2 separate regions of the Drosophila melanogaster genome follow, and region 2 is linked to region 1. A link is a contact called in public Hi-C data. All regions are on one chromosome and are shown on one strand. Each heading gives the region's core, a stretch centred on a gene start, on an enhancer-like site or on the middle of the called end of the contact. The rest is flanking DNA. Distances are from core to core; before and after follow the strand shown. Region 1 holds the start of Neb-cGP (Neb-cGP,). Region 2 holds the start of CG34348.

Region 1 (3,691 bases), core at 863-3,362:
CACTCCAGCAAACATTTTTAAGGAAAAGCAAAAAAACTCACAAATATATCTCAGTAACCTTAATTAAAACGATTATACTCGGATCGAAACCCCGCGGAGTGGGACACGGATCTCTAAACACCACGAAAGCCAATGGTCGCAAGGACATCCCTGCCACATTCCGCAGGACTATGCGTAGTAGAATTAATAATTAAACAATGCAAATAAAAATAAAATGAAAAGCATGAGCAAGGCACTTTTCGCTAGGCTTCTGAAAAGCAAACCGAAATAAAAAACAGAAAACTATATAGCGATATTAATTAGTCCACACACACACACACACATGAACTCTCTCCCACACATGCGCCCCAGCCAGGCCCACATATAAAAAACCCAAAATATTTGGGACGTTTGCTATGCCAGGCAATGTTTAGTTATTAACAAAACCAAATGCAAAAGCAAAGGAAAACAAACTGAAATCGAAAGCAAACACAAATTAATGAAAATGATGAGTAAAGTAACAAAACAAGCTTGCTATCACACAATACATGTAAAAGGTATATTATATAGCATATTGATAAATGATATAAACATTAATTTATACCTATATTTTAAATGCATCATCTGGTTTTTCGTGTCCACCAAAACAAGGATAGCAAACAGCATAAGCATGATAACGATTACGATAACGATAGCGACGACGTTTAGGCCGGAAACGGAACGAAGAGGAAGTGTAGACGATGGTGGAGAGAATAGGAGAAGAGAAGTGAAGAGTACTTGGCATATAAATGCATACAAATATATGTAAACCATTTTTACATTCAATTCATTCAAATTAATTTTTAGTAATACTGAATTTTCGATAAACCGGGCCAGCAAACGCTACGCCCACCGCCCCGCCCCCCTCAAAAAAGTCCCTACCCACGAAAATGAGGAAATTTAAAGCAAGTTTGAAATGAAATAAAAACTTTAAATAAAATATTAAAAACAGAAAACCAAAAAGGAAATGGAACCCGAAGTTTGGTAGATGTGTTGCTAGACTAATGAAAACCACTGCTTACTCCATTCGTCGATTTTAGTTTGGGATAGATGGAACAGGTGGTTTCATGGAAGGTGTTCATAGATGTCTTTCGATTTTCAATTTCTTCTTTTGCTGTAGCTTGCGCCGCAATCATTGGATCATTACGTTCAACTTTGTTATGGATTCAAAAAACTAGAGCTTCCATTTTCGGGGCATAAGAACTGCACAGAAGTAGACAGCATACATGGAATTAGATATCTGGTAATATTGTGAGAAGTGGAACATACGTTCTGAATGAACTGAAGGTTATTATGGAACATCATCTTACTGCTAGGCTGAACCTCAATTAACAAGTGATATCCGCACTGGACGCAAGCTAATCTCTCTCTCTTCTAGAACCACTTATTATTACTTTTAGCCCGGTTGCGTATGCATTGCCGTGAGTACCTTGCAGCCCATAGATCGGTGTGGTTAGGGTATCCACCGCAGTGATGCCCACAAATCATGTGGCAGTCGCAGGATCGTTACATAATGCACTTCGTGGGTACAGTGTGTTACATTCTCAGCTTATTTATTCCTTCAAGGTCTTGCACTACACATAAAATAAACTGATCCGCAGTCCAGCGATGGCCCCGGATCCAAGACATCGATTGTGGCGGATGAGTTGTAGCCGCGTTGGAGCAGTTGCATCCCTCTACTTCTTCTTGGGCTTCAGCACCTGGTAGGCGATCAGCAGGCCCATCACGGCGTACGTGGCCTTGGCCACCTGGACAAGGACGGGATAAATGGATGGCATAACAATCGGATTAGCATTACCACGGGCACGACGTTCTGGAATTTCATCTACTCACATTTGCACGGCCGCTCATGGTGGTGCCATTGAAGATTTTCGACAGGCCGGTCAGTTTCTCGCCTTCGCCAGCCATTTCTGTGAATTGAAGGTGATGCGTTTCAAGTGGAACTTAGTGAATGGCTGAAGCGGTAACTTGGGCTACTCACTTAAAGGTTTATTTGCACGGAATTCGAGCTGCTAGTTGCCTGTAAAAAATATTTGCGAGCAGAGGTTATACAACTGAGTCTATCGAGGTCTATCGGTCTTCGATAACAGAAGGGTATGCCAGTCGTTGCTCATCGATACTATCGAGCTGGGCGAACAGTGTTGAAAGTGCCTGACCTGCCAACTGGCTGCAAATAAATTTCAGCTGACCATCATTGTCGGTGTGTTAGTCAACACTAATGAACACAATTTGGCGGGACAATTTGAAATATTGAATAATATTAATAAATATTAAATAAACAATATATATATATTTCCTAAATCATACAGTAACTAAAATTTATATTTATTTCCATATCATAACTTGTAACAATATATTCACATAACATATAATACCAAAAATATACTTTAATATTATAAACTAAATAGACTTAATCCTGGACGGCAAAACAAACTTTACTTTGGTCCACAAGCCATCGGACGGCAAATTGTCGAGTCCTTATCAAAAGTCAACGACAGCATTACGAATTGCGAATCTAATTAAGGAGCCAAAAATAGACGCGCCACAACTATTGCTCGTGTCGCTCAAATCTGCACAGACTCATTAAAATTATAATGCACTTCCTGGGAACTAAAGGCTGCCATTTGATTGTCAGGACAAGCGAGTGAAAGGGCCGGCATTAAATAGAATGCGGCGAAAGGCAGAAAAAATCGTGTAATTAGAGCCATAAATGCACTTCAAGTCCACCCAGGTCCACACCCATTTAACCCGCAAACCAATGCACAAAGGAAGCATATTAAATGAAAGTAGTGCCAAATCCTCCGACTCAACAATTAGTGAAAAATCAAAAAAAAAAAATATATATATATATACAGTCCGACCATACTAAACTCGATTCTATGACAAGTTGAACTTGTTGGTATTAAGACAATATTTTAAATAATAAAAAGTTCTACTTTGCTTGTACCTAATCAAAAAAACGCCCATTACATTGAAATATTCTAAAAAAATTCTAAAAAAAGATTGCCAGAGTATCCAAAGATAAGTAAGGAATTAAACAATTATTATTCTTTATGTTCTGAGCTTGACTGCATTTTTGACATGACATTAACTTCCACGCCCCCTCTGTGGAAAGTATAAGAACCCAACGACTGTACAGTCCGCCAGTTAAAGATGAGCGACAAGGTGAAGGGAAAAAAGCAGGAGGAAAAGGATCAATCCTTGCGGGTGCAAATTCTCGTTTATCGCTGCATGGGCATCGATTTGTGGAGCCCCACGATGGCGAATGACCGCCCGTGGCTGACCTTTGTCACAATGGGACCACTTTTCCTGTTTATGGTGCCCATGTTCCTGGCCGCCCACGAGTACATCACCCAGGTGAGCCTGCTCTCCGACACCCTGGGCTCCACCTTCGCCAGCATGCTCACCCTGGTCAAATTCCTGCTCTTCTGCTATCATCGCAAGGAGTTCGTCGGCCTGATCTACCACATCAGGGCCATTCTGGCTAAAGGTAAGTTTCTACTAATTAAAAAAAAATTTATATAACATAAAAATATATTTTATAATTTGCAGAAATCGAAGTGTGGCCTGATGCGCGGGAAATCATCGAGGTGGAGAACCAAAGTGACCAAATGCTCAGTCTTACGTACACTCGCTGTTTTGGACTGGCTGGAATCTTTGCGGCCCTGAAGCC
Region 2 (3,667 bases), core at 712-3,211, 880 kb before region 1:
GATATCGAAATCGAGCTAATGCAACGACTTTTCTCCGTGTGCAGCCAGCCCGTGAGCTGCAGAATTCGCTGGCCAATTTAGTTCTAGCCATTAGGGCTTCGCGGCTAATTAGCATGGCCAACCGGTTGGGCATTAGAGAGTTGGAAATGTAGAATAAATAGAAGCACGCCAACACAGGCCAGTTCAAGTATATATTTGAGTATATATACATACATATATGTATATTTATAAGCCGAGTAAAAGTTGGCCGAGTCGATCACCTGCCGTTCGACTTGGCTTTTCATTTTCAGTATCGGTGCAATGGTCGAGGGTGTAATGTTCTTCAGGGGTCAGTGTAGTCAGTGCAGCCCAACTTGGCTATATTCCAACTATATATACTATCTAGATGAATATAATTCAAATATATTACTATCTGGTACACATATCAATCCTTTTTTTTAGATCGATAACAGCAGTTTTTACAACTGAAATCTAAGAACTCAAGTAATTGCTTTAGTTTCAAAAACTTTTTCGAGCTAGAAACACATGTAGATTATGCTTATCGTATTAATTTACTTAATTTGCAGAAAACGATCAATTATTGCTGAGCACTTTTTTTAATGCCCATAATTTCGATGATTCAACACATATTCACGGTTTGTCAAAATGTTAATTTCAGCGTTTTGGGAAACAGCTGCATCATAAGTTCCCTTAAAAACAGTGAAAACTAAGTTTATTGGACTATATTACGTTTTCTGTTTGCCTTATAGAGTGTCCACTGTATTCCCGTGCTTTGTTTTATCTAGCTTTTTTTGTTGGCAACACTGGCTGCCCAACTCTCTCCCACTCTACGCCCCTTCCTTACAACGCCATCTCTTTTTATGTTCCCTTTTAATTACAGGTGCAGAGCGGGACGGAAGACGCCGGCCAAAGGGGGAAGGGGTGCGTGGTAAGGGTGAGTGGGGGAAACTTGGCTCCAAAAGTGCGCGATCAGCATGAGAGAGTTCATTAACAGTTGCAATTGAGCCCGCGAAGCACACTGTAATTGTTGTAATTCCAATTTCCCACCCAACTTATACGCAGCTTTCCAACATTTCCATTTCGCTTACCTGTGCAGCTTGTAGATGAATAGCACCAGGAACGAAATGTAGATGAGGGCCACGAAGACCAGCGGCAGCAGAAAGGTGACAATCAGGGGGGTGAGGAAGCGATATAGCCATAGCGAATAGTCCAGATCGATGTAGGAGGCTAGAATCACAAGGTATGCAGTTGGTGGAGGGGCATTTGTTATGTATGTATGTATGTACATAGGTCAGCGGTGCGCCTTATCGGGCGCCAAATATTCGATATTACTCACACAACAGGGAGTGCAGCGTTTTGTACAGGTTCTCCAGAAATTCCATTGTCAGGCGCTGCTCCACCTCATTTGTTGTTCTTGCGCGAAAAGAGAAGCGACCGCCCACCACAACAAAAACACAAAAAAAAACGGTAGAAAAAAGAAGGGAAAATACGACAGAACAAAAAAAAAAAAAAAAAAAACAAATCGGTTTGGCCTGATTTTGTACACTTTCTTCGGCTCGCTTTGCGCTTTTCGAATTCTTTTCGCTTCCTCCTGCTTGGCGATTCTTTTAAATGGTCATCGTATAGTGCGTTTCATTTGAATCAGTATTTAGTATTTGCGCGGCTTGAAATGCATTTTATTTGCATGTTATTTGCTATTGTTATTGTTATTGTCAGTCGAGACTGTTTGCTGGTTTGTTTGTTGTGATTTTCCTAGCACAATGTAAACAATTCGCGGCGCTGCGCTCCACTCGGCTCACACGCAGTAGAGACAACCGACACCGTTCGCAGTCAGAAACATTGTGATCGCGCCGCGCTTTTTTTTGGTTAATAATACTACAAAGTAGCGATTCTTTTATTGTTGTTCCTTCATTCCATTTCGTTTGCTTTTCTGTTGCTCATCTACGTTCTTTGCACCTGGCAACGCCGGCCCAGCTGTTCTGGCTGCAGTCGTTGCCAGACTTTGGTTCTTGGCACCCAGAACAGAACAGTGATGCTCTCTTGGCTAATCACACCTGTTTCTAGCCGGTCAAGGAAGTTCGAGGAAAAACAAAGTTGTTAGTATACTGCATATTATGAATGGCAAGTTCCCAATTAGAATACAACCGCCAACTTGAATTTGAACATTCGCTTATTGGTTTGTATCGATTGAGTGCTATCGGTAATTGCCGGGTGCCGTGGCACCATCGATAGTACCGCCAGTGAGCAGACAGTTGTGCCAGCACTAGCACTTATCGACATTAAATCGGAAGTCGCATTGCAATCGCATGCAATTTGTTTTGTTATTAATTTTCCAAATAATCTCGGGCCTGGTGCTGCTGCCAATTGTGATTCACTACGTCTATTACATAATAAATGCGATTGCCGGCGATCTGTGCGAGCAGAAGAGAGCGCAAAGAGAGCAGCAGCTGCAAAGGAGCCCCACTCCGCGCCACCAAAACCGCCACCCCCCGCATCCGCCACCCACCGAAGAGGAGCCTGTGCTTTCCATAAACAATTTGACAAATTCTAGTCGCTCTCCGACAGCAGCAGCAACAACAACTGCAATGCAAACAAACGATGACGCCAAGTTTATAAAAAAGTGCGTATGTATGGGATTAGATCGTGCGTGCGTGCGTGTGTGTGTTTGTTTGTTTTCATGTGTGGGTGTACAAGTGGCCGAAGAACAAAAGAAATAGCTAAAGCACTCGTCATGCGTCAGAAAGAGAGCCACAATCACCTGGCGCTCTCTATTGATTTTCCACTTTGCGTTCACGCTTCCTCCTTTTGTTTTTTGTTATTTGCAACCGTTAATCGTTATTCGTTATTCGTTGGGTTCTTAACTTTTTTGTTCGTTTTATTAAAACAAAAGCACAAGTTAAGCCAGGCTCAAAAAAAGAATTGGATTGAAAAATCTATTACCTCATTACGCATTGAACCGCATAATTTATGATTGATCCAACAATTTGTCTCGCTCTCAATCCAAAACAAATGCAACGACAACAACAAACAAACAAACAACGAAGGAGGTGGAAAGGCGGATCCATTGAACCGCATCCCACGGATAAGGCGCTGATTGTCAACTACCAACTGGAGGCCACCGTCTTCGGGGAGCCCAACAATCCGATGATCGAGGAAAAGAAGGTAAGAACGCACGGTTACACATCGCTGCACTGGGAGAAAATGCTAGTAGATATTAGAAAATTAAAATAGGACCAGCATTATTGGTATCAAAGATGTTGATAGGGAAAGAATATAATAACAACAATATGCGAACATCTGTAACTTAGTTCTTAACTATGTTAGGTTCATAAAAAAAAAGGAAACAAAGTTGATCCTTAATCGAATAGGTTGAAAAATTGATCTAGATGTGTACACATACATATATTGCTTATTAGTTTAAATACTAGCAGTCATTGTTCTACAAAAACATCCGAATGAGTACTTAAAAAAGCTACTTCTGTTTCTTCCGGTGTGCCCCGAAAAGGGTTAAGGGGCGGGGGGCAGAAGCTGACATTGAGCGGCCCAATCGATAGCGCAACAACAACGGGGTCGATGACGGCCTGCGCTCCAAGTAGTGAGTGAAAAATGTAAAACCACAGCAACAAAAAAAAAAAGATACCCAAAAGCGGTTGGTTGGCCGGGTCTT

The links. Hi-C and Micro-C count contacts between places; a contact is called where the count stands out from the background.
Region 2: a Hi-C map of the Kc167 cell line shows a contact between it and region 1, with 3 times the contacts expected there. The contact joins the promoter of CG34348 here to the promoter of Neb-cGP in region 1. A contact is called at or near these places in 20 of 107 Hi-C or Micro-C datasets (the Kc167 cell line, the ML-DmBG3-c2 cell line, the S2 cell line and 5 more) and 1 of 6 datasets of contacts at active chromatin or transcription factors (the Kc167 cell line).

What each region holds. Positions count from the first base shown.
Region 1 is chrX:10,459,157-10,462,847 of dm6, reverse strand. It overlaps Neb-cGP (Neb-cGP,), which reads right to left and starts at 2,112. Exons shown (of 3, transcript NM_001272479.1): 1 at 2,000-2,112; 2 at 1,852-1,928; 3 at 970-1,766. The coding sequence starts at 1,926. The coding sequence ends at 1,695. It overlaps Or9a (Odorant receptor 9a), which reads left to right and starts at 3,172. Exons shown (of 4, transcript NM_078552.3): 1 at 3,172-3,508; 2 at 3,571-3,691. The coding sequence starts at 3,172. nocte (no circadian temperature entrainment) reads left to right here. Exons shown (of 6, transcript NM_001272480.1): 6 at 1-983.
Region 2 is chrX:11,338,167-11,341,833 of dm6, reverse strand. It overlaps CG34348, which reads right to left and starts at 1,961. Exons shown (of 4, transcript NM_001103484.3): 1 at 1,337-1,961; 2 at 1,089-1,227. The coding sequence starts at 1,382. Kap3 (Kinesin associated protein 3) reads left to right here and starts at 1,750. Exons shown (of 10, transcript NM_001103480.2): 1 at 1,750-2,096; 2 at 2,424-2,620; 3 at 3,045-3,162. The coding sequence starts at 2,586.